2 separate regions of the Hordeum vulgare genome follow, and region 1 is linked to region 2. The links are chromatin contacts, called in public Hi-C maps. All regions are on one chromosome and are shown on one strand. Each heading gives the region's core, a stretch centred on a gene start, on an enhancer-like site or on the middle of the called end of the contact. The rest is flanking DNA. Distances are from core to core; before and after follow the strand shown. Region 1 has its middle 6.4 kb from the start of TRNAL-CAA. Region 2 holds the start of LOC123442466 (heavy metal-associated isoprenylated plant protein 32-like).

Evidence for each region. Hi-C and Micro-C count contacts between places; a contact is called where the count stands out from the background.
Region 1: a contact with region 2 is called in a Hi-C map of seedling, with 1.7 times the contacts expected there. The contact joins the enhancer-like site here to the promoter of LOC123442466 in region 2. A contact is called at or near these places in 2 of 6 Hi-C or Micro-C datasets (leaf and seedling).

Annotation. Positions count from the first base shown.
Region 1 is chr3H:9,437,512-9,441,740 of MorexV3_pseudomolecules_assembly, forward strand. No RefSeq gene overlaps it. Among protein-coding and RNA genes, the nearest start is that of TRNAL-CAA, 6.4 kb to the left of the region's middle. Within about 2 kb of position 2,255, at least 2 of the 3 cell types and tissues checked have open chromatin away from gene starts, as enhancers often do. A contact at or near this core is called in seedling, where this site is marked.
Region 2 is chr3H:9,271,530-9,276,042 of MorexV3_pseudomolecules_assembly, forward strand. LOC123442466 (heavy metal-associated isoprenylated plant protein 32-like) reads right to left here and starts at 2,036. Exons shown (of 3, transcript XM_045118514.1): 1 at 1,756-2,036; 2 at 1,515-1,590; 3 at 1-902. The coding sequence starts at 1,794.

The DNA.
Region 1 (4,229 bases), core at 1,005-3,504, 170 kb after region 2:
GCGGCAACGAATTTTAAAACACCGACAGACGTCCGACGGTAGCCCGAATATGGTGCCGCTACGGTCGACCGTTCGGGTACCAGACGGTCTCCGATTGCGACGAAACTTGACAGGCGGCCTACCTATATTAAAATAACACCGCGTCAAATCTCAACCCAATCAGAGAAAGTTTTACGCACACTTTAAAAACATGGTTTCGACGGTGCCACGGGTGCGTGCGTGTGTGGTCGGACTCAGAACGGACAACGACGAGAACCGGCAACTACTAGCGGATGCAAGTTTTGAAAACTGGCGGCAACGGAGATGCCGATGCAATGCAGACGATGCGAATGATGCGATGATGATGCGACAAAAGAAAATAGACACACGTCGAAAACGGAAAGAAAGGAAAATCTTCTGGAACGTCGGCATCGGGCTGTTACAGTTGGGGAGGTGGACGTCGCTCCACGGAACCGACGTCCTCGTCTCCCAGTAGCTTGCGGACGTGGTTCCAGAGCCCCATGGCTGCGAGGTGGCCGACCGGCGAGTTCGAGGAGGCTAGGGTTTGGCTGTCGGGTTTCGAGGAGGCCACGGGGTGGCGATGGGAAGTGTGGACGATGACCGGTCCACGGCTTCCCCATTTAAGAAGGACCGCGACCGCGGGCACGGCCGCTCGTGCGCATTGATGTGGGCGGGTGGGAGGTAGGTGGCCGCGTGCCACGCGGCCCCGGCGCGGACGAGCGAGTGTCCGTTTGATGTCCGTCGCGACCCAAACCCCGCGCAAGTTTGTGCTCGAAATGTGTCGTCCCGAACACAAAACGGAAAAGATGGGTCCGAGCTGTCTCGCGCTGGGCCGACCTGCTTGTTCCTTTCACGCCAAACGGACGGGGCCGGCCAGAATAGGGTCGTCCGATGGAGTTGGCCTGAAGTCGAGACTCTCGTTATTGACAAGCACATGGGTGCCTTTTCTGATAGATATTGATGTTGCGTGTGCTAATACTCTCTTCGTAAACTAAAGCTGGTCATAGTGGGAAGTATCATATTGTAGTATCATGCATATGATACTATTGTATGATACTACCTTTATAATGCATAGTATCATAAACTAGTAGCATAGATGACCTTATTTATTGGCATGCATGACACATAGTGGCATAACATTTAACATGTTATGGTATCTACCTATGTTATTCTAACCTTCTTCTTTTTTTAATTATCTGCCACATCAGCATGTTTGCTAGTCCCAAGTATATGTTACCACCTAAGTTACTCCTACTATAACCAGCCTAATATAAAAATATTTAAAACACTCCAGAGGGAGTAGTATTTACTGAAGCATAAGATAGTTGGCGGTAACAAACTGACAAAGCTTCATCTCTGTTGTTGGTTGGCTTTGCAGATTCCGTCCATCTGCTGCTGGTGCTCCAGAACACGACTGCATCGTTTTAATATCTCACTGGACTTCTCGCTCGCCTAGCAATTCGACATGGAAGGAGGGTGGAGTGTCCAAGCAGATTGATCAGAGATCAGAGGGAGAAAAGGAAGCAAGCGAAGCAGTGTGCATCTGTCCTGTTGAGAAAACCAAACAGTGTAGCCTACCTACCGGGAGGCACGTAGGTATAGAATTTATATCTGGCGGTCCATTGCTGCAGCTCTGTCCATGGTGTAGTCCATGCCTGCCGTTCAAGATCTCAAGTAGATGTGATGGATTTGTAAAGGCGTTTCAGGGAGTAGTACGTGCTTGGATTTTGGATATCTATCTATCTATGCAACTCCCGGTTTTGGCGTGATGGGATGTGTTTCTCACTCGGAGAGCATGCATGGTTCTCGCTTGACGTACAACCTCGGATTTGCTCATGTTCTTCATGCTTGCAATGGTCGTTGTCGTCCCGAATTAATCCATTAGTATGTTGTACTATGATCCTGCTGTCTTGTGCTAACAGATTAGCATGCATGCATGGATCCGTGCGTGCGTGCGGTCAGGATTAGGAGACTACGTACGTGCACCTCTGAATAAGGCAGGCGCCCCAAAACGTCCGGCTGTGTCTGTTTAAACCTAAACGGGCGGTTCAACGCGCAGCCGGATCAGTATTTATTGTTCGTTTCATGGTCGGGTTGCTGTATTTTTAAAGCAAAAAAATTATCCTGTTTTGCGTCCAGACGGACAGCGAATGAATGTGCCCGTCGAAAGCCGTGAGGATGCATGGCGGGCGTACACCTACGTTCGATCGTCCAAATTAACTGCGCGTGCATGGGCAGCCCGAGCTGCCAGTCTACCAGCCACACGGTTGTCGTCTTTCTAATGTGGACCGGTAGTCCGTAGTTCCTATTCCTCACCTCACTTTGTCCTCATCTTGCCTCCCCGAACCCCCGCATGAGCAAACCCTAGCCCTCGTTCCTCCTCCTCCTCCTTCTCCTCGCGCGGGTGGCCTTGGGGAAGCGGCTGCTCTTCGAAAAGGGAAAGCACGACCACGAGGCTGACTCCTCCTTCGGCCGCCGTAGCTCATCGCCGGTACTGGGAGCATAGTTTTAAATAGCCGGCTATAGCCCCGCTATAGCCTTTCTATCAGGATGCCGCTAAATGATATCATGTACAAATAAGCCGTTATAGCCCGCTATAGCTGATTTACATGTCCGCCGCTATTTTTCATAGCCCGCTATTTAAAACATTGACTGGGAGACGGCGATGCCGCTCCCGTGGACATATGTCCACCTCCCGAACAACTAGCACCTGACTGCAGACAGGGTGCCCATCCCGTCAATCCCGACGAGCGGTCACGCCCGTCGTGAGGAGATCGAGCGACGCCGCCGTCGCCTGCCGCCAGATCTCATCTACGACCACAGGTACACGGTGAATTCACCACCTTGGGATACATGGCTTCGCGATGAGCACGATCTTCGGTGGCTATCCTTTTTTGCAGGTCGGCATCCGAGCCCGCTTCGGCCACGCCCTCCCGTAGAGCGTGCGCTCCCAGTCCGCCCCAGGTACGCGGGCACACGCATGTGCGCGGGCTCACTCCGACGCTGTCCCCCTCCCCCTCCCCGCCGCCACCACCTCCCATTACCGACGATGTGGAGCCTGAGCTCATCAGGCATGTCATGAAAGACTCCATGAACACCCACGATGAACGTCAGTTGCCGGGCCTCGAGACACACCTAGCCCTCTCTGTGGCCGGCGATGTCGCTATCCTGCAGTTCGAGATGGCCATCAAGGAGGAGGTGCGGGAGGAGGAGCTCATCAAGGAGCCGCCATAACCGTGTGGAACCCGCGGCTTGTGGGCCAGCGCTGGATGTGGTCATCCACGACGGGTGAGATTTCAGACTGGGTGGGTATGGAGCCATGGACACCCACGCCGCCACGGTCACCGGACCATTCTCCGCCCCATGCAGCCACCGCATGCGCCACCGGCCCACCTCTGGCAGCCACCACCATACGATTGACCACACCATGAACGACGACGCCTCAAGACAACGACGATATCCAAGACAACCACGACGATGACATCTACTATTTTTAAAGTTTTTTTATCCTTTATGTTACGTTTAAACGTACACCCATGACTTCTTAAATTTGTGTTAATGTTTAATTATGTTTATATGTGTGTTTTTTAATCTCTGTGTCCGTCTTTACAACAAATCATACGAATGCGACCGACATTTTACGATGTGGATGTGGCCGTGCGTTGGTTACACTAACCGGTCCAATAAAAAAACCGGACACAGGTGTCCAGATTAACGGCCCAAACAGATGAAATCCGGAAAAACCAAACCTCTCGGATTGGCGTTGGAGTTAACCTAGTGTCTCTCGTTGAGTGGTCATATCTGGAGGCGTGTACAATGGATTTTTATACAGTCATGGATCGAGCCTGCCATCAAAACGTACGTAAGTGTGTGCGTAGCCGTGTAGTATTTGCAAGGAAAAAGTCCAAAACAACCTTGAAGTCATAGACGAAAGCTAAATCAATCCTTAAACTTTGAATCCCTGAAATTGGCACTCCGAACTTGTAATCCCGGTCTTTTTTAAACCCTAGGCCCGTTTGGCACACCGGGATTCTGGCAATACCACAATCCCGATCGGGATAACCTGCTAGGCTGCTACTCTCATAGACAGAAATTGGACCGGTCACTAACAATTTTTTTTTACGAAGTTTAAAGAAAGTTCGCACATTTTTAAAATTGTTCAGAAGTTAAAAATATTTATGTTTTCTATTTTTGTCACAAATTCTATGTCTTTTTTGTTTCAAAAAAAT
Region 2 (4,513 bases), core at 786-3,285:
CGCCGCCGCCGCCGGGTTGTTGTGGTACCCCTGCATGCTCGCCATCAGGTTGCCGTTCTGCTGTTGTTGCTGCTGCTGCTGGAGCCCTCCGTAGCCGGCGGCGCCGTAGGAGGACGGGTGGCTGAAGCCGCCGCCTGTGTAGGCCTGTATGCCAGGAGGAGCACCGCCCGTCCCCAGGCCATGGTTCATGCCCATGAGGCCACCGATGCCGCCGCCGGCGTTCTTCTGAGCGCCATTCCCCATCTTGGCATTCGCCGCAGCCGCGCCCATGTTCATCTTCTGGTTCTGGTTGTTGTTCTGATGGTGGTTGTTCCCTGCCGGGGCACCTTTCTTGCCGCCGGCATTGGCGGCATTGCTGCCGTTCTTGTTCTTGGCATTGACCGCCGCGGCGGCCTCGGCGCGCTGCCTGAGGATGCCGAGCTGGCTCATCTTGTCCCCGAGGAAGCGGAGGTCGTCCTCGTACTCATCGTCGAACTCGTCATCGTCTTCATCATCCTCATCATCGTACATATCGTCGTCGTCGTCCGAGCTCAGGTCAGGGAGCTGGTGCTTGCCGTGCTGGCTCTTGAAGGCCTTGAGGCCCTGCATGAGGCTCCCCATTCCGCCGCCGCCGCCGCCATGCTTGCCCTGCTCCTTCTGGCCGCCATTGCCCTTGTTGCCGCCGCCGCCATCCTTGCTTACATTGACAGCCTGCTTCTGCTGCTGCTGCTGCTGCTGCTTCTGCTGGTTGTTGTTGCCGCCCTTGTGGCCCTGGTTGCTGTTGTTGCTGCCGCCCTTGTGATGCGACCACAGCTCTGCGTGCTTGCCCCCTCTGGTGAGCTTCCTGATGAGCGCCTCGGAGTCCACGCTGCCGGTCACCGTGACCTTGTGGTTGTCCACATCGATGGCCACCGAGTAGACACCTACAACAACACACCCACACACACGCAGGGAAGCAGAGGGAGAGGGTTCACAGGTTGCTCGTGAGCCATGGTAAAAATTACGACAAAGTAGTACTGGTGACCAATGAAGCATGTTTTGGCTTGTGCATCCATCTGTCATTTCCTATCGGCCGTTTGTGAGATTCGACACAGCAATCACCCCAGCCACATACAACATGGGGGAAGGTGAGCTTGGGCCTGTTCATTACTGGTACTAACTCTCAACTAAGCTCAAGTTTTACTTGGTTTGGCCTGAGCATTTTAATTAGCATGGCAGTGACGCATGAAAAGCAGGGGTTTCTTGTCGTGTAAGCGCATTTGGCAAGACTCGTGGGGGTGCTGCTCCAAGTTTGAGTTGCAAGTGGGCAGGCAAAGCCCCAGCCCTTTATTAACAGGCAGAAGAGATTCTTTGTGTCAAGGAAAATAAAAAGAGGTGTAACAAGAAGAAGAAGAAGAAGAAGTAGCAGCAGCCACCAGCAGCAGCTTAGACCGCTGGCTGGAATGGCGCATGTGCGGCAGGGAGGGAGGGAGGAACCAAGGGAAAGAAGATGCAGAGGAGGATTGGAGTGGAAGGTGATGGATGGTGGTACGTACCTTCGATCTTCTGGAGCAGCTTCTTGACCTTGTGCTTGCAGCCGTCGCAGTGTATGTTCACCCTCAGGACATGGGTCTGCAGGAAAGAAGAAGAAGAAGAAGAAGAGTTTATGATCTCTCTCTCTCTCAACTCAACTCAAGCACCAGCGCACCAAGGAAGAAGAGGAGTTGTTGAGCTCCCCACAAATCCACACACCACACCACAGAGAAAAGAAAGAAGGAAAGAGGCAGAGGGAGGTACCTGGATCTTGACCAGCTTGAAATCCTCGTCTTTGGTCATCTCTTGTGCAGAGCCGCCACTGTTTGCAAGCTTTCTCTGTGAGGAGAGGATGGAGGAAGAGATGGTGTGTGTGTGTGTGTGTGCGGGAGCCAAAGCTCAAGCAGGGAGGGAGGGGCAGTGGCTAGTGGGGGAGTGGGGAAGTGATGGTGCTGGCGTTGGCTCTTGTACCGTTGCTGGAGGAGAAGAAGCCACCCCTCCTCCTTCCCTGCATTTAAGAATGTGCCGTTCGGTTCCACTCCAACTTCTTCCTCCACTCTTCTTTTATAATCTCACTCACTGCCCCTCCCTCCCTCCCACATGGCTGCCCCCACCGCTCTAGTAAAATCTATCTATATTACTCCCTCCGTCTCTAAATATAAGACATTTTAAAGATTATACTATGAACTATATACGGATTTATATAGACATATTTTAGAGTATAGATTCACTCATTTTGGTTTGTATGTAGTCTATATATTGTAATCTCTAGAAGGTGTTATATTTAGGAACGGAGGGAGTATTATGCGAGGTTTGTACCGCACGGTTACAGTTACAGTTACACACGGCCTCTCCCATTGTCTCTTGTCCCTCCCTCTCTCTCTCTCACACACACACACGCCTGGTAAAAATTATATGCTGTCTCGTTGCTAGGATGGTGTGGTCTGGTCTCTGGTGGGGTGAAATAATATCTCTTCTTTTGTAGCCTCTCCAGGAGCTTGTCTAAAGAGGCCGGCCGAGTGGGGGAGAAGAGGCTTCGGAGTTTGGAATTGGCGGGTTGGAAAATATGGTTTGTACTTTCTTCGTCTTAAAACACAAGTTTTTTTTAGATATTGCATTATGAATTATATGCAGATGTAAATAAACATATTTCAAAATATATATTCCTTCTGTCCAGAATTTCTTGTCGTATAAATAGATAGAAATGAATGTATCTGGGACTAAAATAAATCTGGATACATTCATTCCTACGACAAGTATTTCTGGACGGAGGGTTATTTCATTGCTTCGTATGTAGTACATAATTAAATCTTAGGAAAAAAACTTATATTTAGAAAACGGATGAAGTATGTACCACCGTGAAATTGTGAAGGGCACCACGGTCCGGCGCGCTAATGGCCGTGGTACGTGGGTGTGTATTGTTGTACACATGTATGCAAGCACTCCAGTAGTGGCTGACTGGCTGCTGCTGCTACTGCTGCTAGCTGGTGAAGAACGTGTTGCAGGCCCAGCATGTTACGTACCAGCTTGATGGTCTGCTACATACCACTAGTTGGCTGGCTGGCTGGCCGGCCGTGTGCCAAGCCTTTGTTAGTTATTTGATTATTAGGGTACGGTGTTAGTGGACTTACTATGATTAGGGTGGCACTTTACAGTGCTTGAGGGATGGTTGGTGTAAAGTATAAACCGAATTGGTCGGGGCCAGTTTAATCAGCCACTAATGTACGGTTATCGTCGTCCCTTCTTCTCTTTTGTTGTGGATGGGAAAGATTCATGGTACCATAAAGGTGTCACTTTTTATTCATAGATAGTTGTAGAGGACTTGAAACATCTGGTTTAGTTGGTGAGCAACCACACTTTTGGAGCCTAGATGCTGCCTCCTCCTGCTGCTGCTGCTGCTACCGTTAATTAGAGTGCCAGTCCAACATTTGTAACAAAATGCAGAATACGTTATATCGTACGGATATTAGTGATGATCATATTTTCGAACCCAATGGCCACGTTCGCCGGAAGGGATGGCATGCATATGCGAACGTTTTCACGGCAGATTCTTCGCGACGCACATGGCGATTCCTTCTGAATCACACTGCAATCTCTGGCAACAAATTAAAGGGATTTTGGTGTGCAACAAATTCACCACGGATCAATGGAAAATGAGGTCGTCTCGGCACACAAAATGTGCCATCTTACGTACTGACTGCCATTTTTGGTGCCGAAGCAATAGGTAGTAGGCAATGTACCGGGTCGACGGATCACTAACTTGGGCCCACATGCCGGCCTCGCAACAGTAGGAGCACAGGGCGCGCGGCGAGCTTGGTGAGAGCCACTGTGTATGCATACCTCTGCATGGAGGCGCAAGCAAGGAGGAACGGAGGCAGCACAGAGGAGGGCAGCCGGTTGCAATTGCAGCAGTAGTAGTAGATGTACTGGCATGGCAAAGGGAGGAGGAAAGGCAACAGCGACGTGACGACGGACGGACGGCCCCTTCACTTCACCTAGCTGCTGCTGCTGCTGCTGCTGCTGCGGTGCTCCCAAGTTTGCACTCTCCAGTAGCGTCTGCTCCTGCTGCTGCCGCTGCTCAAAGATCTTACTCCACGCAAGCGTGCTGCGCCATGGAAGATACTACCACTGTGGTGGTGTAGTCTGTAGTGTGTAGCTAGCGAGCTAGGATCCGGAGTTCATGGCTGCTGCTGCTGCTACCACTAGTCATCTGCTGCTCTTGATCAAGTTGTTTTTCTCTCCTCAACATCTTTTTTACATTCCACAAACAGATGAAATGAATGCCGGACGTGTCTGTCTGCAACAAGAGGAGCTGCACCCTGTGAAATGCGTGTGCGTGGCAAGGCAGTGGCCGGAGCCGTGGAGCGAGCATGGACGTGTCATCCGTGCCTGCTGCCGCGGCGTTCCGGCACTGTTGCCGCTGCTGCTGCGCGCGCGCAGAGTGGGGGTGGGGTTCGGCGACCCAAACTCTTTGATGATCCTGCCGATTAAAACCTCTGATGCACCCCCCCTGCAGGCCTGC